3 separate regions of the Sus scrofa genome follow, and regions 2 and 3 are each linked to region 1. Evidence: chromatin contacts called from public Hi-C and HiChIP or PLAC-seq data. All regions are on one chromosome and are shown on one strand. The core of a region is the stretch at or near the end of the contact, and the rest is flanking DNA. Distances in the headings are between cores, read along the strand shown. Region 1 holds the start of BTBD7 (BTB/POZ domain-containing protein 7). Region 2 holds the start of ITPK1 (inositol-tetrakisphosphate 1-kinase). Region 3 holds the start of MOAP1 (modulator of apoptosis 1).

Region 1 (3,902 bases), core at 491-2,990:
GGATTCGTTAACCACTGTGCCACGATGGGAACTCCGGATCCTTTTTCAGACAAGAGAATGCTACAAGCTCTGCTCCAATCTCTAGACCTTCAAGGATTGGGGTTGGAGGGAGATGCATGGGATGAAAGGGGAAAAAATGAAATAATACAAATTGGAAAGAAATATCTTTCCAAGGAAGTAAGAAGGTAATGAATGAGTATAAGAAATATATGTCAAATCTGAAGAAAGTCCAGAGAAAAGCAACAATATATTCAGAGATAAAGTCCTCCTATTGAGGAGGTCCCTTGTGGCACAGAGAGTTAAGGATCCAGCCTTGATGCTGCTGTGTCACGGGTTCAATCCCGGGGCAAGGAACTGCCACATGCTTTGGGTGCAGAAAAAAAAAAAAAAAAATCCTCCCATTGAAGGATGTAAAAAAAAGAGACAGAAATAAATAAACTTAAATCTTCCAATTAAATGGGAAATGTATGAAGTAATAAAGGACCAGAGTTCCCTAGAGGCTCAGCAGGTTAAGGATTCAGCATCATCACTGTTGTGGCCCTGGTTAGTGCGGTAGCAAGGTTCCATCCCTCCCCTGGGAACTTCTGCATGCCACAGGTACAGCCAAAAAATAAAAATAACAAATAAAATTAAAATAATAATGAAAGATGAAGAAATTTAAAACATCCGCAAATTAGAAATTGCTGTTATTCTTTTAAGCTCAGAGGTAGTTTGAGAGCAATAAAAAGTCTCGGAATGACTTAGAAAACTTGTTTCTCAAAGAATGGGTAGAAATGGAAAGTGCAAATCCTTTAAAGAGGGTTTTAAATAAATTCCCAGAGGACAAATACATGAGGTATTGCCAAGGCCTGTCGGAGAACTGCAGGGGTAAGGTACCCGGTGACCAGGGTCAGAATGTCTGGGTTCCAGTCTCGGCTCGCCTACTTACTAATGCTGCATGTAAGCCCCGGGGCAAACGACTTAGTATTTTTAAGCCTATTTCCTTAGCTGTAAAATGCCGATAATAATACCTGTCCCGACTACCTCAAAAAGTCGTTTTGGTGTTCAAAGGGAGCCATGTATTTAACGGTGTTTTGCAAACTGTAAGGTGCTCCACAAATATGTGTTTTTGTTAGTGCATCACTGAAATTATTGCTAACTCCCAGACTCCATCTAGGGAGAGCGATTTCACTTTCCTGTGTGGCGACTGTGTGTTTCCATCCATTCTTATCCCTCGTTTATGGGGGTATCTTTCCGAGGAAAACTTCTTATTGTCTTTTTCGGTGGCGTTTGTGAAAGTACTACAGAGACAGGGCTTAAGACACACTGCTAAGAAGCCACCGAAACCCCAAGACTGTTTCAGCGGAAGTGCAGTCTTCGTTTTTAGAAAGATGCCTCGTGAGCGATAGATCGGGATGCTGGCCGCGGAATATAAACATGAATTGGTAGAACTGGTCGTCGGGCAACCTAGTAATAATAATTCCATTCTGACATATTTAATTATTTGCCACAACTCCCTGGAATAAGCAGGACGCTACAACCTGCTTCAAACTCAGAGCGGGAATAATGCGCGCGCACCCGGCCCCGACCGCTCCCGAATTCTCGCGAACGCGCCTCTCCTGCCAGCCCCAGCGCGCGCGCCCCCCGGCCCCCGCCGCCGACCCACGTGACCCCGGGCGCGGCGTCGGCCGGGATGGGCGGGGCTCGGGCCGGCTCCGCAACGCCGCGCAGGCGCCCCAGGCCCGCGCCGAGCCGAGCCCCTCCTGCTCGCTCTAGGCGTCAAAATGGCGGCGAGGGGAACCTGGAGAAGCCCTGGAGCCTGAGCCATTGACAAGAGCCGAGACGGGAGCGGCGGCGGCGGCGGCGGCTGGAGGAGGATGGCCGGAGGCGCTGGCGCCGGTGCGGACGGCGGTGCTGGTGGCGGCGGCGGCGGGGGCGACGGCCGCGGTCCCAGCGGCGGCAGCAGCAGCGGCGGGAGGAGCCTGTGGGGTGAGTGTCCCTCGGTGTCTCTGAGGCTGTGAGCGGAGGCTGTGCCCAGAGCGGCGCTGGGCGTCCCGGCGAGGAAGGCGGCCGGGGTGCAGGGCTGGGGCCGGGCCGCCGCGGGAGGCGCGGGGCGGCGGGCGTGGACGGAACAGTGGTCCGGCTGAGGCGGCGGCGGCGGCGGGGGCCGGCTGACCGGTCCCGGTGCGCTCTGAGGGGCGGGCTGGGCTGTGTGCCGCCGTCCGGGAGGCAGAGGCGCGAGGTGTGGCGTTTGGGGCGGGGAGAGCGGCCCGAGGTGGCCGAGGCGGCGGCCGGGCCGGCTCCCGGCTCGCGGCTCCAAGGGGCGGGACCCGCCGCTCCCAGGACGCCGGGAAACCCCTCCCGAGACTCGGGCGCGCTTTTACCGGGCTGCGATCGCCCCGGGGTGGGCGTGAGAGCGGCCGGACGGAATTAGGAGTCGGGGCAGCGGGCCTGTGGATGTTTGCTCCCAGGGGGAGAAGTTACATTGTCCGGGTAAGTTACTGTTTCGGGCACGGAATTGCGCTTTGACAGGTTGGGAGACAATACCGAGTGTTTGATAAAGGAGTCTGTGTTTGGAGTACTTGAAAGGCTAAAAGCGTGCATTTTTCCGTGTCTCATCATTTGCACAGCTGTTTACTAGCCTTACCCCGAGGATGAGAACTTTCTCACCCTTTGGAGGAGAAGCTCTGAGGAGTGTTGCTTCTGCTTTGAACTACAATAGCACCTCTTCACATGCCGGCACAGATAATCAGTGCTCGGGATTAGGCCTAATTTGCAGAAGCAATCTTGGTTTTCTTTACCAGAGAACAGTTTCCTCTGCTAACACATCTTTCTGTAATGAGGAAATAGGCATTTGTACAGCATTACTTTGTTCAGCTAACAGAGTGTTTGGTCTCTGAATAGCATCATTTCTTTTAGATTGCTGAAATCAATTACTTTCTTCCGGAAATGTAGAAGATTTGAAATTGCCAAGAAGCGTACATGTTAAAGGCAGCTGTAATTAATCTTGTCCTGGAATTTTGGAGTCAGAAAAATCTTTAGCGATCTGGTGTGACTTGTTTTAGAGCCGGGAAACTAGGCCCAGGGAGATGAGCTACTACTTGCTCTGAGTCGGACAGCTGGCCAGGGATTGGACCAAAACTAGGATCTAGGCCTCTCTCCGCCCCATTTAGAAAGCTCTTTTCACTCCACTCCACTGATTGCACTCTTCACCACCAGTACGCATCCTCACCCCTGGGTCTTTGTGCAGTAAAGTTGAAAGGAGAAATGAGGGAGAACGCCTCTTTCTGACCCTTGACAGTTACTGTAAATTACCACAAGTAACTGATGAAGATTAAATTCAGTAACTGACCTGAATTTAACAAAAACTTACATTTCTTTTAGAGTTTTCATAGGTCTGTGACTGTATTTCTGTCCAGGTACATAGCATTGCTCATTTTTGCATGCATTCAGTAAAAGCATAGGTCATTATTCTGTCCCACAAAACCTAACTGCTCTATTTGGTGCCTCAGCAGCAGCATTTAAACAGGTTCTTGGTATCAGACTCTAATTTTAGGATTTAAAACACCTGTGTTGTGTTGGCCAGGTTGTAGCACCTGATTTCCACACAGCTACTTGAGTCACGGCACTTTTCAGTGTTGTGTCACAGGATAACCTTCAAAAATACAGTCGTGTCAAATGATTCTGATTTCATATTCTAGTCATTGAAACTCATACACCAAAAGCTGTACCTAGTGTTCATTTACACAGGTGATTATTGAAAATCTGCTTTGTATATTGCAGTAGTAGGTGCTACAGCAGAAAATAAGCAAGTGTGGTATATAGACTTTGCCCTCAGGAAAGCTAAGATTTACCCCCTATGAGTCTAAAGAACAATAAATTAAGTTCTATCAATACAAAGAATGCTGTAGGTGTTCTGGTTA
Region 2 (3,902 bases), core at 589-3,088, 190 kb after region 1:
ATCCAACCTGCGTAGCTATTGCGATCTGCGCCACAGCTTTGGCAACAAGGGAACTTCCAGGGACCTCCTGTTCTTCTTGTTTACCTCCAAAGCGGTAGGACCTGAGGCCCAGAGAGACTAAGTGGCCGGCAAGGTCACCCAGCAAGGGTGCCAGGGGAGGGGGATGGGTAAAGGGTGGCGCTAGCTGAGAGGTGGAGACAGGGGGCAGGTGTGCTCACTGCCAGAGTCTGGTGTGGACAAGTCTCACCTAGTAGCAGCGGGAAAGCCATGGGGAAGAAGGATGGGGAAAGTTGGAATTAGGGGAAGAAGGCAGGCCCCCAGGGGCTGGGCCTTAAAGACAGCGTTCAAGTTTGGTCAAGGAGAGTCTGTCCCTAACAGCTTGGTTCTTTCACTTCTCCCAGCCTCCGTTCAAGCTATTCTCTTTTCTCAGGCCCGTCGAACTCCTCCGTATTTTCCACGGCCAGCTTAAATGTCTTCCCTGAAAGTCTGAGACGCCCTCCAACCCTCCCTCCCATTCATTTTTCTTGCCGGTGTCTGGGGAGAGATGCTCGCTTCTCCCCCAATCCTCCAAGGGCTGGATGCTTCCCTAATGCCCACAGGGCGTGGGCAGGCAGGGTGGGGCTGGTGAACTAAGGGTGCTGGGCCTGCAGCTGCTCTGCGTCCCCAAAGGAAAGTGTCTTCTGGGGGTGTCCCACCCTGATCCTCGATGCTTCCAGCCTCTCCCCTCCCCCGCTGGAGGGGACCCGAGTGTGATTGGCGGGCAACCTCTGAAGCCTGCGAAGGCCCCTGAGTGTCCATGTCCTCACCCGAAGTGCCCCCATGGGCACAGCCTGGGTCTGTCTCCTTCAGGGAAGACGGGTGATATCATTGAGTGTCTGTATCTCTCTCCCGCCCCCCTTCCTGCTCCTTCTGCTGCACTCGGAGGTCAATACTGCTGGGACTACAGAGATGCTTTTGATGAATGAAACTCAGTGGCTCGATCACTCCCAAAGGACAGGCAGAAAATCCCCCACCACGACTCCTCTCGCTCCTATACAAAGTAAAAGCACTTGGCAAGGGCCGCCCTAAAGCCGCTACTGAGCCCTCCACCCCCCAGGCTCAACAGCCTGATCCTCGACACAAACGCGCACCAAAGAGCAAGGCGGGGAAGGCGCTGCGCCTTTAAGAGGCGGCGGGCGGCGCTGCCCCCTGGCGGCCGGCTCCGCCGCGTTTCCTCCGGCCTGGTCCAGCGGTCCTGCCGGCCGGGTCAGCACGGTGGCAGCGGCTGGGCCGGGCTCGGCGAGAGCGCGGGCTGCGCGCGAGGACGACGACGGAGAGGAGAAGGAAGTGGCAGCGGCGGCGGTGGCCGCGGCGGCGGGTGAGGACGGCGGGGCGGGGCGGGGTGGGGCTGGGGGCGCTGGCGGCCGCGTGCGCCCCGCCGGGGTCCGAGCGCGCCGGGCAGCGCACGCGCTCCGCTCGCATCGGCCAAACGCGCCGCCCGGGGCTCGGAGGGGGAACTGCGGGCGAGAACGGGAGGGAGGGCGGGGAGGAGGGGCTTGGGGGCGGCGCGCAGCCCCGGCGCGGTGGCCGATCGTCCGCGGCCGCCGCTGGAGGGCGTGTTGCTCGGTCCCCAGCGCCGGGAGGGCGGCGCCAGCGAGGGAGGGCCTCCCTCCTCTTCCCAGCCGGGCCGGGCCGGCGCTCGCGAACTTGCGCGCCGGGAGCCCCGGGGGCGACGGGGGCGTGGGCGGCGGCGGCGCGGGCGGCCCCGGCGCAGCGGCAGCCAGTGGAGTGCCGCGCTGAGCGCCGCTCCCTCCGCCCGGGCGCCCGCCCCGCCCCGTCCCGCCCCTCCCGGCAGGACTGCGCGCCCGGAGCCCCGTTCCGCGTCCCCGCCGCCGGGAGGAGGTGCCGGCACGCTCGCGGCGCGCGCCGGGCCGCCAGACTCGGCCTGTGGGCGATTTCCTCCGACCCGAGCTCTCCGCCCGAAGAGGAAGATGCAGACCTTTCTGAAAGGGAAGAGAGTTGGCTACTGGCTGAGCGAGAAGAAAATCAAGAAGCTGAATTTCCAGGCCTTCGCCGAGCTGTGCAGGTAAGGAGGGACGGGGCTCCGGCGCCCGGGGACCCCCGGCCTGAGCCCGGTTCAGCCTCAGCGGCTGGTTCGGGAGATTAGAGCAAAACGGGAAGGAGCGGTGCGTGGGGACACGGAGTCCGAGTAGCCAGGTGGCTGTGGTGGCCGCGGGCTGTGTACGAGGGAAGCAGTTGCCAGTATGGGCGGTGTGGCACGGACCAGGGCTCTCAGGTGCACTGGGTCTCCCGGTAGGGAGACCCCTGGCTGCCCAGGGCGCGGTGGGAGCACTGCTAAAGGGGGCCGAGGGACCTGGGAAATCGGGGGATCCACGCCGTATGCCTGTGGCTGGAGGTACTTTTGGACTGGAGTGTTTTTTCTTGCTTGGGCCTCTTCCCTTCATGGGGAAGGGCTCCGAGGTTCGTATGCTCGTGGACCACCTACTCTGTGCCCCGCCTGTGCAGCTGTCTTTGCAAGAAGCTATCATCGCATATCACTGGGTTAAGCCTCTTTGAAGCGAGTAGCAATACTTGGCATGTATGTGATTTGCTGTCTCATTAGAGCCTCGCACCAGCCTTGAGAATTGGCTGGGTTGGTGATTCTGGGCCACGTGTCTGAGAAGGGGGATCCATCCACAGAGAGGTGGGGTACCTCCCCCTGGGGTCCCACAGCAGGGAGTGGCTTGATGCCTAAGAGGAGGTGGTGGGTAAATGCTTCTGGTCTAGAACGGCCTTCCTCCCTCTGGGCTCCCCCCCCTCCCCCACCACTGGTCCTTCTGGGGTGGAGGCTCCGGGTGTTTTAATACGATGGAATTCTTAGTCCATTACAGATGCATCCAGTTTTGGGTCAGGTCTGCCTCACCTTGCTTCACTACAGTGGCTTTGGCTCTGAGAAGCTGTTAGTTAAATACTGTTCTCCGTGAAAGCCTAAGAGAATCAGGCTCCCCCAGGCTTTTGCAAACTCTAGGTGGAAGACCTTTTGTTATGCAGTGTCTCCACTTGGTAGATTTGATTCTTGAAAATGGACCCCCCCTTGCATTTTTATCCCTGTTGGGTCACCAAACATAATGATTGGGTTTCCTTATCTCCCCTTGTGCGGAGCAAGTGGCTGGTCAGAGCTGGCTGGTGCAGGCCCGCCTGGCAGCACCTCTGTGCCCCTCATGCCTTTTCCCAGGGCCTGCTGCTCCTTTGCCTTGTTCCAGCCCCCAAGGCGCTCTTCTCGCTGCAGCCAGAGGGGCGCCCCTTGTATACAACAGCTCCTGGTTCTGCGTCCCTTGGTCTGGGGATAGGGCCTTGTCTGCCTTGCCTCACGCTGGCTTCCCCAGGAGAAAGCAAGCTTTTCATGGTCAGTAGGGCATGCCGAGTGGCCGGGGAATTCACAAGGAAACTAGGAGGAACTTGCAGCCAGAGCTTTGAAAATGGGTCTGAGGACTTTTGGAACATTCAAAAAGGGCCCTCGCACCTAGCCCTGCAGAGACACGCACTTGTGGAAGATGTGCCCTGGACGCCGAGGACATGTGGAGAAGCCCCTAGACCTGATCTTGAAGTCTGGTTCTGGCGTTAGGTGCCCGAGTTCCCTGCAGTCATCTAAGACTTGGGAAATCCCCACTGATACCTTGCACCCTTTTTCCTGAGGTCTGTCTGTATTTGTGTCATCCTGTGTCTGCAGCTAAAGCATGAGGCTTGTCATCTGGTTGGTATGTTTTGCTTGGTAATTAGGAAGCTCTCGTGAAACACTTCCAGCCAAGACTTGAGGCTGGGTCTTCAGGCTGGACTTGCAGTTGGGTTTTCCCTCTTCATGGACCCTCCTGCCTTTCATCAGGGGGTTCGGAGCAAGCTCTGATGTCAACCATTCTGGGGGG
Region 3 (3,902 bases), core at 411-2,910, 130 kb after region 1:
AACAGGTAAAATTTTACTTCCAAAATCTGAAGTCATTAACATGATTTTGTAGTACTGTATCTCAGGCTTTACCTAAAAACTCATTATTATTCAGATAAAGATAGTCCCCTAGTCACATTTTTTTTAAAAAGCCTCTGCCCCACCACAACTTCCTGAGATCTGTGAAGGAACTGCAGTCTTGTGATCAGGCTCCATACAATACCGGCAGTTTTGTACTTGTAAGGAAAAAATGGCGACTGATTTTATGTGTCAATCAGTTGTAGTCTGCTGATCTGATTAGACGCCTTGACAAATGCCTGGTGGCGATTGCATATAACGGCCAAGCATATGGGAATAATACAGTAACCCACCGTCTTGGGGTCAGCTCTTGTACAAGAGTAAAGGAACAAAAACATCTGTAAGTACGGTATCAGAAAAATAATTGTCCAAAACCAAAAAGGTAGGGAAAGTAACCGAGATTTCAAGGAGTGTGTCCATGTGGTTCCCTCAAGGGGCTCCTCTGGGTGCTGCTGAATGTGTTCCAAGGCCAGCCTGTTGTAAGTCTCATTGATTTCAAAAACGTAGTAAAATGCTGCTGCACTTGCTAACAGATACAATCCCACTCCAATCCATCCCATCCGCTGACGGAAGTTCATCATTCTCCATGCTCTGTGCCTTCCGGTTTAAAAAAAAAAAAAATAGTTAGGGTCTAATAAAGCTGGTATTTGTCAACTATTCCAAATGTACTTTATTTCCAATAAGCTCTAAAATACCCCCCCAAACACATGTGAGGTTTAAAATAACTAAATTTCCATTTATTAAAGAAATGTAAACAACTTACAGGTTTTCTGTGAGTTATGAGGAAGTAAAGCTTCAGTATATATTGAGTGTGTTTTTATGCGAATCCCACAGATCAACAAATCATATCTAGCTTAAATGGGTCCAGCACACCTTCCCTTAAACTGTAATTAAACTAGTTTTCTACGCAACATTTCACGTGTACAGTTCAAATACTTTCTGATTCACCAGTATTGCTTCATGTCACTCGGTTCTACAAGTCAAACCAATGTTGGAGCCCCCAAGTTAAGAAAGTAACTCTTAAACCCTTACAGTGGTCCCGAAAATCTTCCTGTTCCCACGGGAAGCGTTAAAGAGTCACTCAGCTCTGAATAATCGGGTGGCTTTGGCATTTCAGAGGAAGCCACCATAAAAGAAATCCCCGGGGTTACCGGCTGGGAGAATGGTGAGCACCGCCAGTCTGGAGCAAAAGCTAATTGTGATTAAGCACAGCGTGACTGTAGCCGGTCACGCGGCGGTCCGGCCCCTGTCGCGGCTGCCGGAGCCCCAGCAGATGTCACCCGGCCCAGCCCGGAGGCTCCCAGCCGCTCCGGCCTCCCTGCGGCCGGCCCCGCCCCCTGTCGCGCTGCAGCGCCCGCCGGCCGCGACCAGGGCTGCGCGGGCGGCGCCAGACCCGGGCCTCTTCGCCTTGCAGCGCCGGGAGCCCAGGACCGGGCAGCGGCCACCGGCCGAGCCTGCGGAGCTGGGCAGATTCCGACTCTCACCTCCTGTCCGGGTTGGCCCGCCCGCCGGCCGTCCCGGATGCTGCCACAGTCCGGGCTTCCGGCCCCGGCCGGAAGCGCCCTGCCCCGCCCCCAAAGGCCCGCCTCCCTTGGTGACGTCAGGGCCCCTCGGCAGCCGCGGGGCAGCCTCCTCCCGAGCGCACCTGACAGCTCTCGGATCGCTACGCAGGCGGAGGTTGCCGAGGCACCGGTGGTGACGCGACCTTCGGGTGGGCTGCCATCTGGGCCTGGTCCCTTCAGCGCTCCTCGACCTCTGTGCTTCGCTAGCGGCTCTGATCGCCGCGTCGTGCCTTGCTGCGGAGAGCGCCGCAGCGACGAGCGGTCAGCCATCCTCCGGCGCTCGTCTGCGCAGCCCCGGTTATCCCTCTCGGGTGTCCCTTCGAGTGGAGGAGAGGCCACTCTCCCGCTCCTCGGGCCAGGCCATCCGGGAAGCATCGGCAGCAGGTCTTGGCGCCTCGGCCGCCGGCGGTGGACACAGACACTGGCGACTAGATAATGGAGTGGGGAAGCGGGACCCCGCGGTCTGCTGCCGGGCGCCCGAGGCCGAGAGAGGGTAAGGTGGCTGGCTGCCGCAGTAGGGCCGGCCGCTGGCGCGGGTCCTCTGGGCTTCTCCGGGCTCGGGTCATTCCTTGACACTTTCAACTAACCCGATTGCTTGGTCCTTGCAGCCCGTCGGAACTCCGGACGTAGGAGAGACTTGACGGGGGTTCCTCGGAGGAACACTGTGAACTGTGGTGGCATCCGTGGCCAGGGCAAATTGGAATTTCAATCGGTTGTTTGAGGGGCACCATGACGCTGAGGCTCTTAGAAGACTGGTGTAGGGGGATGGATGGGAACCCTCGGAAAGCACTGTTGATTGCCGGCATCCCCCAGGCCTGTAATGTGGCAGAAATGCAGGAGGCTCTGTAAGCTGGTTTAGTTCTTTTGGGCGAGTACCGACTGACTGCTCAGGAGGCTGTTCCGGAGGGATGAGAATAGGCACGTAGCTTTAATAGGGCTTACTGAGGAGACAAGTCATGCTCTAGTCCCTAAGGAGATACCCGGAAAGGGGCGTGGCTGGAGAGTGATCTTTAGCCCCCAGACCCAGACAACGAATTTTTAAGCAGATTACATGAATTCTTAAAGGGAGAGGGCATGACTTTGGGTGAGTTTACCAGAGCCCTTGGCTATGGAAACGGCCCTTTTGAACTAGACCAGGGCATGATCCCAGAAATGCAGGCTGCTATGTTGGCACAGGCATTAGATGAGGCTGTGCAGCCTGCCCTGTAATACTTGAAGTACAAAAAGCCGAAAGTATTTTCAGGCAGTGACCCTTCAGAACCAGAAGAAGAAGAATTTGTATCCTGGCTGTTTCATATCACTCAAATAATGAAAACATGACAAATGTCAGATGCTGAAAAAAGAAGGCGATTGCTGGAGAGCCTTAGAGGCCCAGCATCTGATATCATTCGTGTCCTCAAGATAAACAGTCCTTTAATCACAGTCCCTGAATGCCTGCAGGTTCTTGAGCAGGTATTTAGGGTTCTCGATGATCCTAGGGAGCAGCAGTTCAAATATTTGACCACTTAGAAGGATGAAGAAAAACTGTCTGCTTACATACTAAGGCTGGAGCCTCTACTGCAGAAGCTGGTAGAGAGAGGAGCAATTGAGCCAGAAGTTGTGAATCAGGCCCATCTAGACCAAACCATTGCTGGAATGGTCTGCAGAACACCGGGCAGGAAGTCGACTCTATCAGAGGAGGCTCAGTCCCTGGCTTATTGCAGTTACTGACACTAATAAAAGATGAGGAGGCAGCGGCGGCGGAGGAGGAGGCCCTTCTCCAGGCAGGATTAGAGGGGCATTTCACTTGAATTGGGGAAATGAGGAAGGGCCATCTGGCAGGGCGCAGAGCATGAAGGTAGAACCGCCCAAAGGCTCAGTGATTAACACCAACCAATCCCTATCTTGTGCTGCCAAGTAACTCGTTTCTGGGCAGCTCTCAGTATAACGCTTTGTCGTTTGGGGCCCTGTTTAATATCTCCTTAATGTGTCATTGACTAAAAGGATATAGTCTTGTGCAGGTATTTATACATTTAAATTCACCCCATGAATTTTCTTATACACAGTTGTTCAAAAAGGCTTATCACTGCACATGTGTGATACTCTGAGAGGACAGGCAAGGTTCGGGTGCATATGCTGATCAGATCTTGTTGAGACGTCAGCTCGTGTGATAATAGGTACAAGCATAGCTGTCAGATGTGATAATGTACCAGAAATAGATTTTAGGTGCACAATGCCCTACATTAAACATGAAGCTACTGAGCAGTGGTTAAAGTATTATTTTCTGTGTGAATTAGAATTTTT

The links. Hi-C and Micro-C count contacts between places; a contact is called where the count stands out from the background. HiChIP or PLAC-seq counts read pairs in DNA pulled down with a chosen protein or histone mark.
Region 2: a contact with region 1 is called in a Hi-C map of embryonic fibroblasts, with 1.7 times the contacts expected there. The contact joins the promoter of ITPK1 here to the promoter of BTBD7 in region 1. A contact is called at or near these places in 2 of 47 Hi-C or Micro-C datasets (embryonic fibroblasts and heart right ventricle).
Region 3: an H3K27ac HiChIP or PLAC-seq map of alveolar macrophages shows a contact between it and region 1. The contact joins the promoter of MOAP1 here to the promoter of BTBD7 in region 1. A contact is called at or near these places in 2 of 47 Hi-C or Micro-C datasets (embryonic fibroblasts and heart right ventricle) and 1 of 2 datasets of contacts at active chromatin or transcription factors (alveolar macrophages).

Annotation. Positions count from the first base shown.
Region 1 is chr7:114,704,894-114,708,795 of Sscrofa11.1, reverse strand. It overlaps BTBD7 (BTB/POZ domain-containing protein 7), which reads left to right and starts at 1,740. Exons shown (of 11, transcript XM_013989220.2): 1 at 1,740-1,968.
Region 2 is chr7:114,518,112-114,522,013 of Sscrofa11.1, reverse strand. It overlaps ITPK1 (inositol-tetrakisphosphate 1-kinase), which reads left to right and starts at 1,838. Exons shown (of 10, transcript NM_001143692.2): 1 at 1,838-2,065. The coding sequence starts at 1,971.
Region 3 is chr7:114,571,810-114,575,711 of Sscrofa11.1, reverse strand. MOAP1 (modulator of apoptosis 1) reads left to right here and starts at 1,660. Exons shown (of 5, transcript XM_021099631.1): 1 at 1,660-2,112; 2 at 2,228-2,501; 3 at 2,503-2,629; 4 at 2,632-3,294; 5 at 3,297-3,902. The coding sequence starts at 2,349. The coding sequence ends at 3,409. It overlaps TMEM251 (transmembrane protein 251), which reads right to left and starts at 1,319. Exons shown (of 2, transcript NM_001001629.1): 1 at 1,090-1,319; 2 at 1-654. The coding sequence starts at 1,169. The coding sequence ends at 243.